Linked DNA regions of Sus scrofa: region 1 is linked to region 2. Evidence: chromatin contacts called from public Hi-C data. All regions are on one chromosome and are shown on one strand. Each heading gives the region's core, a stretch centred on a gene start, on an enhancer-like site or on the middle of the called end of the contact. The rest is flanking DNA. Distances are from core to core; before and after follow the strand shown. Region 1 holds the start of CAPG (macrophage-capping protein). Region 2 holds the start of USP39 (U4/U6.U5 tri-snRNP-associated protein 2).

Evidence for each region. A called contact is a pair of places that touch in the nucleus more often than the background predicts.
Region 1: a contact with region 2 is called in a Hi-C map of alveolar macrophages, with 1.9 times the contacts expected there. The contact joins the promoter of CAPG here to the promoter of USP39 in region 2. A contact is called at or near these places in 4 of 5 promoter capture datasets (fetal liver, fetal skeletal muscle and liver), 1 of 47 Hi-C or Micro-C datasets (alveolar macrophages) and 2 of 2 datasets of contacts at active chromatin or transcription factors (alveolar macrophages and skeletal muscle).

What each region holds. Positions count from the first base shown.
Region 1 is chr3:59,333,791-59,338,492 of Sscrofa11.1, reverse strand. CAPG (macrophage-capping protein) reads right to left here and starts at 3,010. Exons shown (of 12, transcript XM_021087297.1): 1 at 2,880-3,010.
Region 2 is chr3:59,153,639-59,158,506 of Sscrofa11.1, reverse strand. USP39 (U4/U6.U5 tri-snRNP-associated protein 2) reads left to right here and starts at 1,910. Exons shown (of 13, transcript XM_013987875.2): 1 at 1,910-4,522. The coding sequence starts at 4,255. C3H2orf68 (UPF0561 protein C2orf68 homolog) reads right to left here and starts at 1,852. Exons shown (of 4, transcript XM_003354742.4): 1 at 1,620-1,852; 2 at 1,418-1,536; 3 at 120-271. The coding sequence starts at 1,726.

The DNA of each region.
Region 1 (4,702 bases), core at 1,761-4,260, 180 kb before region 2:
GAAGTCTGTCGTCCTACAGGCCACGCCCCTTCCCCCCGACAGAGAGTCTAGAGATAAGGGACAGGCCGCCACGTTATTTCTCGCCACCAGGGGTCGCCCTTTCCCGTGGAACAACTGCTCAGGTCCCTATAGCGTCAGGGGTGGGGGGTCGGGGCGGTGCACTGAGGGCTTTGGTCCTCTACAAAATTAGATGGCTTTGGCCCAGGGCCCAGCATCCATTTCCGCTCCAGTCTCAGCTTATCTGTGGGTGAAGGTGGGGATGATGATCTCAGGGCCCTCCACACCCATCAAGGAAGGATGTGTGGACAGAGACACATCCGCCAGTTGCAGCAATGGGTCTCTCCCTCCTAAAGGGAGGTGGAAGGCCAGTGCGGTTGGTTTCCATATGCTTTCTGCTTACCAGTCCTGAGAGAAAAGAACAAGGAAGCAACGGGAACGAGAGATGCCTGCTCTCCAGCTGGAAGAGCAGGAAGCCTAAGCAGAACCAGATTACATCTGGCCAAGGATGGGGGGTTAAGGTGTTGGGGGTGATGGAGCGCTGGGAGATGAGGGGAGGAATAGACACCCCCCTCTCTACTTATTAGGGTAAACAGAGGAAAGGACCCAGTAGGGTGAGGGCAGGGTCAAAGGTGCCCAGAGAAGAGGTACCGTTTGCATTTTGAGAAGCGGATAAACAGGGAAGGGGCCTCAGGACACTGTGCTGGGGCTGGTAGCTGGTGTCCAGTGGCAGGAAGGGAGCGAGCCATGGGCGCTTCAGAGGAGAGACACCAAGGCTGTTTGCAGGTCCGTGGGGGCTTTGAGCAGGGGGTGAAGAATGAGTAAGATTTGAATATGCAGCTACAGCAAATATTTTTTGAGAGGCTGTGATGTGCCAGGCTGTGGGTTGGGCACTTGAGATTTGGCAGTGAACCGGACAGACACAGTGGCTACCCGTTTAGAGCTCTTCCAGTTGAGTGGGAGGCCACAGTCTAGCCCGAAATGTCCCTGCAGATTTCATTTTGGTGGAAGCCGGGAGAGCGTGAGAGGGACTAACTTCCCCGGTCTGGGACCCCTGCCGAGGGTCACTTAAGCTATGGCCCCAAGGAAAAGGGAGGCAGGGGACTGGAATGTTCCAGCAGAAGAAAGGCAAGTGCACAGCCCCAGGTAAGAAAGAGCCTGTTTGAGACTAGAAAGAAGCCAGGTGCCATTGTAAGTCACCCTGCCCCCACCTCGCCCAGGCTTCCTGCTTCTGGGATACATGCTGGGTTCTCCATAGGGTGGAATCTGGGCAGGGGGTTAATCCATCACATTTAAAGACAGCTAAAGGAGCGCTGGTGAGCCCTATGATAAGAGCTGAGGTGGAAAGAGAGGGCTGGGGTCTGGAGGGAGGACAGGGTGCTTGCACCGCCTGTGAGGATTGCTGGTTGCAGAGATGACCAGAGTGGATTTGGGGGGGATGGTAAAAATTTTTGAAGTATACACATAGGAGTCCTTTTATTTTTTTCTTTTTAGGGCCTCTCCTGCAGCATATGGAGGTTCCTGGGCTAGGGGTCTAATTGGAGCTGTTGCTACCGGCCTAGGCCACAGCCACAGCAATGCCAGATCCAAGCCGCGTCTGTGACCTACACCACAGCTCACGACAACACCAGATCCTTAACCCACTGACCAAGGCCAGGGATCAAACCTGCAATCTCATGGTTCCTAGTCAGATTTGTTTCCAATGCGCCACAATGGGAACTCCCACATAAGAGTCCTTTATCCTTTCTTTCTTTCTTATTTTGTCTACCCTTGAAGCATATGGCGTTCCCAGGCCAGGGATCAGATCTGAGCCACAGTTATGACCTAAGCTGCGGTTGTGGCATTAACAAATCCCTAACCCACGGTGCTGGGCCGGGGATTGAACCTATGTCCCAGTGCTCCGAGACACCACTGATCCCGTTTGGCCACAGAGGTAACTCCTCTTTCTTTCCCTCTTTCTTTTGTTCCTTCCTTCTTTCTCTCTCTTTCTCTTTTTCTCTCTCTTCCTCCCTCCCTCCCTCCCTCCCTCCCTCTCTCTCTCTCTCTCTCTCTCTCTCTTTCTTTCTTTCTTTCTCTCTCTTTCTTTCTTTCCTTTTCTTTCTTTCCAGCTTTGCTATATTTAAGAGTTCCCTCCCTGTCATATTCTGTAAGGACAGTAAAGATCTAAACTTTTCCCAACTTGGGAATTTCCTTAACTCAGCAGAGTGTAGAATGGGCCACCTGGGGCCTGGTCATGGTGGAACCGTGGGGAGAAATTTCGTGTGAGTGAGTCTGTGGGGAAAATGGAAGAGCTGAGGCTGGGGAGGTAGGTAGGACTGATCTTACAAAGCAGCAAAAAGCAAAAAGTGGAGTTGCCATCGTGGTGTAGCGGAAACCATTCCAACTAGGAACCATGAGGCCTAGCTCAGTGGGTTAAGAATCTGGCGTTGCTGTGGCTGTGGCGTAGGCCAGTAGCTGCAACTCTGATTAGACCCCCTAGCCTGGGAACCTCCATATGCTGCGGATGTGGCCCTAAAAAAACAAAAAGCCAAAAAAAATAAAAATAAAAATAAGCGAAAAGTGTCTCCATTCAAGGAGCCAGGGAAGAGGGGTTGTCATTCAAGTGTTACAAGCAGCACTGTGTCTGAACCAAATCTGTTGAGATGAACAGGGAAGTTCCAGAACAGGGAAAGGCAGTGTGCAGGGGGCTGAAGCACAGCCCCCTGCCCCCACCCAGCAGAGGCAGAGAGGAGCAGGGTGGTGCCGGCTTGTGGACTTTACCCAAGAGACCAGAGAAAGCCAACCTCAACTTTCAGCTTCAACCCAACCCTTGGAGAATCTATAGAAAGCTAGGGTGCTACCCTCCAGAAAAACACACACTACACACCAAGCTTCGTACCTACCTTCAGGGTGATGCAGGGAGATCTGTCACAGCCTCTGAAGCTGTAGCAATAGGTGCACCCCCGGAAGGGACAGGGCCAGAAACCTCTGTCAGCCTTTGGTCGCCTGTCATAGCTGCCACTAGAATAAGCTGAGCGAGCAGGTCTGGGAGGGCAGCGGCAGGAGGAGGAGGGGCCTTTGCCTGCTTAGGCTCAATCAGCCCCAACATTGCCCTCTGCTCACCAACCCTCCCTCCAACCACTGGCATCTCAGCTTGCCCCCCGACATTAACTTTAACCCATCCTTGGCCCTTCAGTTGGCCTTGGGCCCCTCCCTAGGTGCCTCTCAGGCTTCTAATTTGACCACCTGCTCAGGTGAGACTCTCCTGAGGACACGTTCCTTCTCTCTCACGCCTCACAGGACCTGCTCTCCATCCCCCCCTCCCCTTTCTCGTCCCTGACACCTACGTGGCCCTAACTCATGGTCCAAAAGTTCTCCCCTCCCTCTTTCTTTTTAGGGCCACACCTGCAGAATATGGAGGTTCCCAGGCTGGGGGTTGAATGGGAGCTGTAGCCGCCGGCCTGCACCAGAGCCACAGCAACGCCATATCCGAGCTGCATCTGCAACCTACACCACAGCTCTCATCAATGCCAGATCCTTAACCCACTGAGCAAGGCCAGGGATCAAACCCATGTCCTCATGGATCCTCGTCAGGTTCATTACCCCTGAACTGCACCAGGAACTCCCTCCCTTCCCTGTTTCTACCCCAGGCCTTCCACTCCAGCCAGTAGATTCCCATTCTCCTGGGAGAAGAATCCTTGTCTTCTCAGCATGCTTTTTCCCACCTTTTTTTCCCACCTTTTTTTCCCACTACAGCTCATGGCAACACTGGATCCTTAACCCACTGAGCGAGGCCAGGGATTGAACCCGCAACCTCATGGTTCCTACCCAGATTTGTTTCTGCTGCGCCACATGTTTTTCCCACCTTTTTCCCTGCTTCCCTGGCTTAGGGGACCCGGCTGTCCTGTGGTGGCGGCATACCTTCAGGATGCCCCTTGGCCTCAGCTGCACTCCTGGGCCCTGCCTTCCCCTAGGCTGTTCTTCTTCTAGAGCTTTCTCATAGCTCAAATGCAGCTCCTCCAGCCCACCTTCCCTTGCTTCTTTTTATCTGTATTGACTGATTTTTTTTTTTTTAATGGCTGCATGAGAGCTCAGTTCCGAGACCTGGGATTGATGGGTTTGAACCCAGGTCAGGGCAGTGAAAGCACCTAGTACTAATGACTAGACCACCAGGAAACTCCCTATTGACTGATTTTTTTTGTGTGTGTGTATTTTTCTAGGGCCGCACCAGTGGCATATGGAGGTTCCCAGGCTAGGGGACAAATCAGAGCTACAGCTGCCGGCCTGTGCCACAGCCACAGCAACGCAAGATCTGAGCCATATCTTCAACCTACACCACAGCTCATGGCAACACTGGATCCTTAACCCACTGAGCGAGGCCAGGGATTGAACCCGCAACCTCATGGTTCCTACCCAGATTTGTTTCTGCTGCGCCACGACAGGAACTCCTGATTTTTTTAATTACAAAATTAACGTTTGTCATATAAAGTCCCAAGAGCCTAGGAATATAAAGCTGTGATACTTATTTCTACCTGGTCTCCCCTTCCCATGAGACACCTTTACTGGGCTTCTTGGTATCCATGTGGTGCTCCCACCGATGCTGCATTTCTAAATTAGAGGTTGTTGCTTGTTGTTGTTGTTGTTTTGGCCATGCCTGCAGCATGCAGATGTTCCTACAGTCCCTAGACCAGGGATCAGACCTGTGCCACAGCAGTGACCTGAGCCA
Region 2 (4,868 bases), core at 661-3,160:
GCCCTCATGTGGGGCAGACACTTCCCACTGGCCCTGAGGAAAACAGTGGCTCAGGGTCTGGCAGTGATTTCCATCACGGCCCAGGACCTTCAGGCTGCAGCTGTTTCCACTAGGCATACCTGATACACGATAACTGATGTGATGTCTCCGCTGTCCGCCTCATATTCTAGGCAGAAGAGCTGATGACCGGGAGGCTCTGGCTCAGAGCCGCCACTACTGCTGCTTTCACTGGATTCCTCACAGTCTGGGTTGCTTGGATGGGTAGAGGCATCTGGAAGGATGGAACCAGAGTGAGAGGGATATGGGGAAGGCTGCTGGAGCTCCTGCACAGAGATGATATAGGAAAACATGCCATAAAGAAAGCCCCAAGCAGAGTTCCCGTCATGGCTCAGTGGAGACGAATCTGAATAGGATCCTTAAGGATGCAGGTTTGATTCCTGGCCCTGCTTAGTGGTTTCGGATCAGTGCCATGAGCTCTGGTGTAGGTCCAAGACGTGGCTAGGATCCAGTGTGCTGTAGCTGTGGTGTAGGGCAGTGGGTACAGCTCCGATCTGACCCCTAGCCTGGGAACTTCCATATGCCGCATGTGTAGCCCTAAACACAACAAAACCTCAATCTTCTCATGGACCAAGAATGTGTATGTGTGTGTGTGTATGCACAACATGGCACCCATCAGTTTTATTCACCTTTATCCCTGCCCCAGGACCAGAAGAGAGCCATCTCCGAATAGGTACATGAATGCACATTTTGTCTACAGTATTGGAGAATAGTAGAGAAGTGGATAGGGATCTGTCTGGGTTCAGGCCAGGCTCTACCATTTACTTCTCAGAGATCTCAGGCAAGTTACTCAATCTCTTTGTTTGTACCTGTTTTCCTGACTGTGAAACCCGTGAAAATTCCCATTTTATGAGATCCTCTTGAAACTAAACGAATTGATGTACCTAACACCTAAAAACACTTTAAGGATGGCTCGACAAATTTAGCGGTGTAGGTTTAACTCTCTCTAGAGGGCAGAGAAACTGGGGGTGGGAAGCTAGGGGGAAGGTCATTAACTGGGTTTGGGCTTCATGTCACAGGTATGTCCTGGTCGTCTAGAACAGTGCCAAACCTTTTTTTTTCTGTTAGATGGTGGGAATATGAGAATTCAGTATAGTGGGGGCAAACCAGCAGACAACTTCCTGCCGCTTCCCAGGTATGTCCAGTAATAGTGTTGCTTAACTAGTCTTGAGGGTCCCTGTTCTGCCGGGAGAACCACTGAGAGGCAGCTGGAGAGCGTCGAGGCGGAAGTTCCGGGAAGGGACGAGATGAACTGAGCCTTGGGGGTTAAGGAGTGTGTTTCTTTTTTTCGTTGTTTGTTTTTTGCCATATAGAAAGGAAGAGTGCGTTCAGGCAGAGGGCTAGAGGCAGGCGGCCTCACCTCGGTGTCGCGGCAGATACACCTGCAGGTCCGGCTTGCGGGGCCGAGTGGGCGCGGGCGTGTGCCGCCTCCTCACCTTCTCCTTGGCCGCCTGCTTTACCTTCTTGTCGTAGTCGTCCCTGCGGGGAGCCGAGCGGGAGTCAGGGACGGCCGGGCCAGGCCAGGCCAGGGGTGGCGCCGGTGGCGCGGGGCGGGGAGGTACCGGGCGAGCTGGTTCCGTCGAATGTGGTGGACGAAGCCGTGGCTCATGTCCAGCCGCCCGCCCGGCTTGTAGCAGAGGCCGGGTCCGGGCCCCGGCGCCGATTCCATCTGGAGCTCTGTGCGCGGAGCTGCGCCGCCTCCGCCTCAACGGCTCCAACGGCAGCCCTCCAGCAGGCAGAACTCCGCGCCACCCGTCGCTCGACTTCCGGCTCCGCACCCTGACGTCGGCGGGGAACCGGCCGACCGGGCCGAGCGTCACCACGCGCGGAGTTCCAGGCGTGAGCTGGGCTGGTGGAGTGGTGCTGGGAATGGGACGTGCGCGACTTCCATTCCCCCGGCGGGGCCTTGCCTTTTTTGTGACGTTATCAATAAGAAAGCAGGATTTAGGCTTACTGCTGATGCACCAGAAAATTCAGAAAAATACAAAGCACCCATCACAGCACTCCGTGATTTGTGTGGAGCCTTCTCGTCTTTTTTTCCCGTGATGAGATGCTGCGAAAACTCCATCATCAGCTGCGTGATCGTCTCATCTTACTCGTGATCTGCGAGGTCGTGAGGAGGCCAGTGCCCGGAAGGGCAAACTGCGGCGCCCCCGTTGCTCAGCCCACCCCCCTGCCCGCACCGGGCCCCTCGGCCCCTTCGCCACCGGTGGCGGGGATGCCCCCTTCCAGCCCACCCAGCGCCCACTGGTCTGACGTCTTAACTCTCTCCGTGAGAGGATCTAGAGCTTTTCAGGGGTCTGAGCCTGTGTCATTTTTGAATCCTCTTTAAAAAGAGACAAAAGATTAGAACAGGGATGGATTGATACATCCACACGATGGAATATCGCTGAGCAGTCAAAAATAACGAGCTGTTACACATTCAACAGCGTGGATGAATCTCAAAATAAATATGCGAGTGAACGAGGCCAGGGGTAAAAAGACTGGTTCTGTGTTTCCATTTAGATAAACTCTAGAAAGTGCACTGATCTGGAGCTCCCTTGTGGCTCAGTGGGTTAAGGATCTGGCATTGTTACCACAGCTGCTCTGGTCGCTAATGTGTAGGGGGTTCCATTTATGGCCTGGGAACTTCCATATGCCAGAGCTGGCCAACAACAAGGACAAAAACAAAAACAGAAAGTGAGTGCACTGAAAGCACGTCAATGGTGGGGGCAGAACACTTGGTGGCTGGTGGTTAAGTTCATTATCTCTTTGGTTTTGGACTGTATATGTACCTCCATTGATATTCAAGCAGACTAACTTATGTATTTATTTTTTTTCTGCTGCACCTGCAGCATATGGAAGTTCCATATGCACGTCAAATTGGAGCTGCAGCTGCCAGCCCATGCAACATCCACACCGATCCTCCACACATCATCTGTGACCTACAACTCAGCTTGGGACAACGCTGTATCCTTAACCCACTGAGGGAGGCCAGGGATCAAGTCTGCATCCTCACGGACAGTGTCGGGTTCTTAGCCTGCTAAACCACACCCGGAATTCCAAATTGCACACTCGTTTCATTTGTCTTTTTTATTTTATTTTATTTTTTATTTATTTATTTTTTTCCATTTCTTGGGCCGATCCTGCTGCATATGGAGGTTCCCACTAGGGGTCGAATTGGAGCTGCAGCTGCCGGCCTACGCCAGAGCCACAGCAACGCGGGATCCAAGCTGCATCTGCGGCCCACACCACAGCTCACGGCAACACCGGATCCTTAACCCACTGAACAAGGCCAGGGATCGAACCCACAACCTCATGGTTCCTGGTCGTATTCGTTAACCACTGAGCCCGGACGGGAACCCCTTGTCTTTTTAGGGCTGCACACGCAGTACATGGAGGCTCCCAGGATAGGGGTCAAATGGGAGCTGTAGCCGTCGGCCTTCACCACAGCCACAGCAACGAGGGATCCGAGCAGTGTCTGCGACCTACACCACAGCTCAGGGCAACGCCGGATCCTTAACCCGCTAAGCAAAGCCAGGGATCGAACCCCCGTCCTCATGGATGCTAGTCGGGTTCGTTAACCGCTGAGCCACACGGGAACTTCCCAAATTACACATTTCAAACGTGCAATTTATTGAAGGTCAGTCACAACTCAGTAGAACTATATAAACAAAGTAGTTCGTGGTCGCGGAAGGGGTCGTGGAAGTCTCAGGCCTTGAAGCTTGAGCTTTATCAGCGTCACTTGTCTCCCTCATCTCATCGTCGTTTGCATTTTCCTGTGATACCAAAAACAATCCTCTAAATGTGGAATTAGAGCCTCGGGGTCGCTCCACTGTATCCTGGTTCGGTGTCAGTCTCTGAGACACGGAAACTGGAGACGACCTTCCAATTCTGGTTGCAGGGCACAAAGTATCTTGAAGAAGCCTGGGGCCCAATGACAGCTTCCGGAAATTCCGCAGCTAGTAAAAAGTTCTTGTCTTTTTTAGAGAAATCATGGGTAAAGTGGCCGTAGCTCTCCGGCCCCCGGCCCCCGTCTGTCTCTGGGAGGGCCACAGCACCCCCCAAACTCACAAGAGGCGCAGTACTTCTTTGCGGCGTAATTTGTCCCTATCGGCGAGTCGTAGAGTCTGTAAACAGCGCCGTTTCTGATTGGCTGCTTGCCCCGCGCTCCGTCTCGCTCGGAGTCTGCGCCGGGCAACTGGGCCGGTAGTGGCGATGTCCGGCCGGTCCAAACGGGAGTCTCGTGGTTCGACCCGCGGGAAGCGCGAGTCCGAGTCGCGGAGCAGCTCGGCTCGCGTCAAGCGGGAGCGAGATCGGGAGCGGGAAACCGAGGCGCCGAGCTCCCGGAGCAGCCCGGTGCGCGTGAAGCGGGAGGTTGAGCCGGCGAGCGCGCGCGAGGCCCCGGCTCCAGTAATCCCAGCCGTGAGAGTGAAGCGGGAGCGCGATGTCGACGAGGACTCGGAGCCTGAGCGGGAGGTGCGAGGTGCGCGGGGCCGGGCGCGGGCTCCACTCTGGCGTTCTTCTTTTTCTCTTTACAATCTTCCTTCCCCACAAAGCGGTCACATTACACATGCCACCTGACTCGACTGCGTTTTAATAAGGGTAGTACTAGTCTTAATAATAAAAGTAGTTATAGTATTTCCAACAACAGTGAACAGCAGCTTTAGTTTATTAGATGCCTAACAGGCCAGGCTCTGTGTTAGTTGTTTTACAGGTGTTAACCTCTTTCAGTTATTACAAACACCTCAGGAGTGAGTTCTGCTGTAATTTGAGTGCAGAGCCTGAAAGTTGTGCACTTGGGCCACAGTGCTCTGTTATCTGAGGCTATA